Regions from separate parts of the Rattus norvegicus genome. Here region 2 is linked to region 1. Evidence: chromatin contacts called from public Hi-C data. All regions are on one chromosome and are shown on one strand. The core of a region is the stretch at or near the end of the contact, and the rest is flanking DNA. Distances in the headings are between cores, read along the strand shown.

The links. Hi-C and Micro-C count contacts between places; a contact is called where the count stands out from the background.
Region 2: a Hi-C map of frontal cortex shows a contact between it and region 1, with 2.3 times the contacts expected there. The contact joins the enhancer-like site here to the promoter of Bcl11b in region 1. A contact is called at or near these places in 3 of 12 Hi-C or Micro-C datasets (Schwann cells, frontal cortex and mammary epithelial cells).

What each region holds. Positions count from the first base shown.
Region 1 is chr6:132,689,445-132,692,491 of GRCr8, reverse strand. It overlaps Bcl11b (BCL11 transcription factor B), which reads left to right and starts at 1,390. Exons shown (of 4, transcript NM_001277287.1): 1 at 1,390-1,447. The coding sequence starts at 1,390.
Region 2 is chr6:132,788,869-132,791,638 of GRCr8, reverse strand. Setd3 (SET domain containing 3, actin N3(tau)-histidine methyltransferase) reads left to right here. Exons shown (of 13, transcript NM_001346470.1): 12 at 2,005-2,165. Among named protein-coding and RNA genes, the nearest start is that of Setd3, 64 kb to the left of the region's middle. Within about 2 kb of position 1,393, at least 38 of the 93 cell types and tissues checked have an H3K27ac peak or open chromatin away from gene starts, as enhancers often do. A contact at or near this core is called in Schwann cells, where this site is marked.

The DNA.
Region 1 (3,047 bases), core at 141-2,640:
AGTCTCCCCCCCCCCCCCGATTTCCAGCCCTCCTTCTTGAGTGGGTGGGTTTAGACTTACTTGGACTCAGTGTACCTCAGTTACTCACACAGCACTCCGCCCCCTTTCTCAGGGAGTCCGGCTCCCGGGGGAGGAAGAGTGAGTGGGGACAAGATTTTATTTTATTTACTCCCCCCCACCCCCACTTTTGCGAAGCCGGTGCTCGGTGATAAGACCAGCTCACAAAAACAGTAGTTTGCACGTGTGGCCGGCCTGGGTTGCGGGTGTGCGCACTGGCGAGTGTGTGTGAGTGCGCGCGCGCGTGTCTCGGTGTGTGCTTTCTTGTTCTCTTACAGGGTACAATGTTAAAAAGCCACCGCTAGTCGCCCCCAGTGCTCCGACTCTCTGGGTCTTTTTGTCTCTAGAGCAGATTAAACGTCACGTCCGCACTTGAACTTGAATTTTATCCCATTGTACAGAGGCAGCCCCAGCCACAGAGAGACCGAGAGCTCCCGGAGAACCCGGACTCCGCCATCTTCACGTTGCAATCTATAGCTCCCGTCCACGCCCGCACCGACCCGGGCGCATTGGGCGAGCCGCCCCGCAGTCCCGCTCCCCCTGGGCCGGCGGCGCCGGGCAGCGCTGGGGAGCGCACGCGGGGACCCGCAGCCCCTCCGGCCGGCGCCAGCCTGCCAGGTGACCCGGGAAGGAGCCGCTCCCGGAGTCCCCCAGAGCCTCGGAGGGGTCAGCCTCCGAGAAAGAAAAAAAGCAGGCAGCGCGCAGAAAACCCAGAAAGAACCGAACCAAGGCAGTTTTTCATTGCTTTCGGGTTTTTTGAGGGGGCGGGGTGAGGGGGTACGAGACAAGTCCCCAAGTTTTCTTTGCCTTTTTTTTTTTTTTTGCTTTTTTGAAATTTGTTTGCATTTTTCCTCCCCCCTCCCCTTGGGTGGAAGTGCGCGTTCCACCTACCAGACCCCGAAAGAAAAGTGTCAGAGGCCGGTGCAAAACCCGGCGTAACTTCAAGAAGACATTTACAAGTCTAAGAGGCCAAGCACTTTGAAGAAGTGTGAGAGATATTTTTCCTCCAAAAGAATATATTTTTAAAGAAACCGGCCAGCCCGCGGCGAGCAACAGCAGCTTTATAATTTATTTTAGCCTTTCTCTATTTTAGAGCAAGCCATCTTCCTGGCTTTTTCTTTTTTCTTTTTGCAAAAACAAAAACAAAAACACAGCCCAGAAGAAAAAGCAAAATAAAGACGAAGAAGAAGAAGAAGAGGAGGAAGAGAGGAAGGGCAGAGGCACCAACCCGGGCGGAGGAGGAGGCGCGGCGGCGGCGGCGGCGGCTCAGACCCCCTCCCCGGCCCGCATCTGTGCAGCTTTCCGGGCGATGCCAGAATAGATGCCGGGGCAATGTCCCGCCGCAAACAGGGCAACCCGCAGCACTTGTCCCAGAGGGAACTCATCACGCGTAAGTGTCCGCCGCACGCGCGAGGGGCCGGCGGCTGGGGCTCCGGGCGCCCGGGGCTGGGGACACCAAACCGGGCTCAGAGGCCGAGCGTGGGGCTCTGGGAAAGTTTCTCTGCAGCCGGGGGCAGCCGCCGCGGGCTCCGGGCCGGGGAGGGGGTGCGCGGGCTTGCAGGCGGCTGTGCGCGCCGAGCCCGGCTGGACGCTCGGCCCTCCAAGCGGCGTGTGTGGCGGCGGCGGCGCTGGTGGCGGGGTTTGGAGAGGAGGGGGAGGGGGCCGGGGAGCGGAGGGGGAGGGGGAACCGGGAAAAGTTGGCGAGCGCGTGGGTCCGCGCTCGGAGAAGCGGGCGGACGGAGCCCCGAGTGAGCCCTGGACCCGAGGACCCGCAGGGTAAAGGGGTAGCCGCGGGCTTCGGGTTCCCGGTCGCTGCGCCCCGCCAGGCAGGGCGCCGACCGCGCCGCTGCTAGGATTCCGAAGCCGCCGTCCCCTCCCCTCCTCTCGCTATTTGCAAAAGAATCCAGCTGCGCAGCTGTTTGCTGGGCTGGAGCACCCCCTCCTCATTTCCCCACCTCCGTCTCCTGGGACGGTCTTGTCTTCTTTCCCCCCCAACTCAAAAAAAAAAAAAAGGTGTGGGGGGAGGTTTTGGGTTGGTGAAAAAAAATCCCCGCCACGAGTTAAAAAAAAGAGTCATGAGTGGGAAAAGAGGGATGCTCTTGTAACAGTAAAAATGAAGAGGAGAAAAAAAAAAGGAAGGGGAGAAAATACCTATCATCCTCTTATCCATCTCTCTATCTCTGTATCTTTCATCTTCCCCATCTAAATAAACAAGGCAGGTCGCAGTGCAAATCCGCCGGATTTCAAGCAAGTGGCGGGGCTGGCAAAGTCAGGCAGCAGGGCAGACACTCAGCGGCTTCCAACGCCCCAGCTGGGTTCGTTTAGAAAAGAAAACGCCAGCGCGAGCCGCGCAGGTACACAGTTCTCCCGGAACCCGCCGGGTCCCGGCGCTGCCACCAGCGAGGTCGGCTTGCAGAGCTCTGGGACGCCCTGGCCGCAGCCAGCGCGAGTCTCTCCCCGCGGGTTTTTTTTTTTTCTCTTTTGGTTGCGGTTGCTTTTTATTTATTATTTTTTTTATTGCAATAGAAATAAAATTTCCTCTGGGTGCCATCGAGACCTCAGGCAGGTTGTAATCTTGCAATTCTTCGCTCACCTCACTGCGTTGGGGCCGGGCTCCCCGCGCTGGAGCTGGAGAAGCCTGTGAATGACGGGCCGCCGCTGAGGACTGACTGCCCTGCAGTCGAGAGCCGAATATTTATGTTATATTTTAAAGAATTTAAATAAATAAATAAATATATAAAGGGGCTCTCCCCTCCCCTCCAACCCAGCACAGGAGCCATCTGCTCGAAGCTATTGCTGTTCCCATCTCTCCTTTGTTACCGCAGACACGTTAGTAAGAATTCGTGCGTTTATTATTATTATTATTATTATTATTATTATTATTATTATTATCTCGGGGGGCATATATATTAAAGTGAGGTTCTTGGGAGAGGGATGTCTCTTACGGGTAGAAGGGAAGGGAAGTTTCCTTTATTTTTTTCAATGTTGTA
Region 2 (2,770 bases), core at 144-2,643, 99 kb before region 1:
TGGCTAAAGCAGTCATTGCAGCCATGGATAGGTGGCTGTCCCTGCTGTCCCCATCTCTTGTGGGTTCAGGGCTTGACAGGAAGCCTGAGTGTACAAGAACTTAGTCCTAGAGTGTAGACAGTAGAGACGAAGCTATCGGGAACCAGAGTGAGACAGGGTAGCTGTCCCTGAAGAGCAAGCACCTTCCATCACACAGAAACTTTTCTGTGTACAGGCTAGGGTGGTCTGTGGTATTTTCTTCTATATTTAATGAGCAAGGAATCTAGGGGGGTGGGGCGGGGGAGGAACGCTGGTAATGGCAGTCCCTGTAGCTTGTGCCATGCCCAGTGTTCTACACGGTGCTTCCTGTGTTTTTATCTTGTGCCTTGTAAGGTGCTTCCTATCACGCTGGTGGAGTCTCCAGTTCAGAGTGTGAAGAGTGAGAAAAGGGCTGCTCAGCTAATGACTGGTGGCCTTGACCCAGAGCCAACCTAGCTACTTCCAGAGTCCCTGTCCCAGACAGTCCCATGTTCCTGCTGATGTGCAACTGATAGAATTCATGGGGCAATTCTTGGTGTATTTGCATGTGGTGATGGTGGGGGGAAGGTAGGGGGAAGAGTAGGATGAGGTATTCCCTGTAGACACAGGCAGGGGACTGCCCTTACTCAGCAAGAGAGACTCAGGCCACCTTGGGCCCGGGAACCTCTGGGGAAAGGATGACAGGGACAAGAAAGGTTTGGTGTCTAGGTCAGGCCAGTGGCTGCTTTGTATGGCTTGTCTGCAGCCATGGCGCTGGGAGGCCAGGAACAGTGATGGCAGTGGCTCAGAACTGGAAACTTCTGGAAAGAAATTTCTGTTTCTAAAGAAGCTTTTTTTTTTTTTTTTTTTTTTTTTAAATATCTTTATCTCTATGAAAGGTTAAGCCTGAATTTTACCTTGGAACTAGATAGTCATTTTTAAAACATCAGATAACATGCCCTTTTTAAAAATCTCTTGTGTTTGGTGCTGTTCTGTAGTTTCTTCTCAGAAGACAGTTTGTCTTCTCAGTCGTCACAGACAATCAATCGATGGAGTCTGTGAACCACTCCAACTAATACTAATAAAGTTTGGTTTGCTGGCAGCACAGCTCCCGATTTGAATTGTAAATAGTGACAGCTGTAGGGCATTTAGCTCTGAAAGAGAGACTGTCTCACAGTTACATAAGAAGCTTGGGTGTGTTTGTTGAACTGAACAGGATGGGCAGGAGAGGAACGCTCAGAGCCATTGCTGAGTTATTCTTCTTACACAGATCTGTAAGGTATTGAGAGGCTGTGTTTCTGTGTGGTTTAGATTGCTGAGAGCGAGCGAGGGAGAGGGAGAGAAGCTGGGAGGGGGGCAGGCAGGCTGACTCTGACTGAGACTGACTCACTTTTCTTTGAGTCAGGTTTCTACAGTCCATGTACTTGCTTCTCCATCTTTGGCTTACGTGTGTAGTTACCAGGACGACAGTGGCTCCCAGTATCTTTAAGATGTTATTTTATCTTATTTATGTATGTGTGCCCGTATGTCTGTCTGCATACCATGTGTGTGCAGTGGCCACAGAGGCCAGAAGAAAGCGTTGACTATCCTGGAACTAGAGGCACAGATGGTTGTGAGCTGCCATGTGGTGAAGCTGGGACCTCTAGAAGGACCCAGGACTCAACCTGAGCTGTTCCTTCCTCCTCGGTGTCCTTGACACCAGTTGGTAAGGTGAGGTCTTTACTCCAGGGCTAGCAAGAACAGTTCTGTCATAGTGAGGGTGTGGCCATAGATGTCTTCAGACATAGTCTTCCGAGCCTGTCTCAAGGCTCTCAGTGTCCCTCTCTGAGTTGGGCATGAGTCAGTACTGCCTTTCAGGGAGGCCTCACTTGACCTCCTGGCCTGGAACTTAGCTGTGCCTCTGCTCAGAGAGCCTGGAAGACTGTGCTGGGGGACATAGAGGACGGACGGCTTGTCAGAGTGAGCTGTGCTGCCTTCCCGACTGACTGCTATGTGTGTCTCTTGTAGAGGAGCTGAAAGAGCACTTGCTAGGGGACAGCGCCATTGACAGGATCTTCACTCTGGGGAACTCGGAGTTTCCTGTCAGCTGGGACAATGAGGTCAAACTTTGGACATTTCTGGAAGATAGAGCCTCACTTCTTTTAAAAACATATAAAACGACAATTGAGGTAATTAGATGAATGAAGATCATGCTTGGCATGTTTCTAGTCCTTCATTCTGATTCTCAGCAATGTATATGTGACATTCCTTATTTGGTGCCAGTGTTTCACAGTTTATCATGTTGATTTTAATAGCACTTGATAAATTTTACACAGTTAGTACTTTTAAAAACTATCTTTAATTCATGATACCACAAATATAAGCTTTTCTTCCCCTCCTATCCCCCATCCCTCCCTCAGCTCTTTCTCTCTCCTGTGCACCAGCATACAGAGGCTTGTCGTACAGCCAAACCCCCGTCCTATTTTCAAGACAGAGTGTCACTAAAGTCATCCAGGCCTCGAACTTATCACCATGCTGACAGTCTCCTGACTAGCTGAGATTACAGGCTGTCACCAGGCCTGGCTGGAAGACTTGTTTCTCTCTTCTTTTTTAATTTTTAGCCTTCACTCTAGGCCCACATGGGGCTCCAATCACAGAGATGAACGCAAGTGATGCCCTCCATTCTGTGTTGGCTCCATTTAACTTGGCCTTAGCTCTGTTTTGAGAGTACGGACTTACTGTAACAAGAGCCCTGAGTCAGCTGCAGTTTTGCTGGAAGTGTTGGGTCATTCGG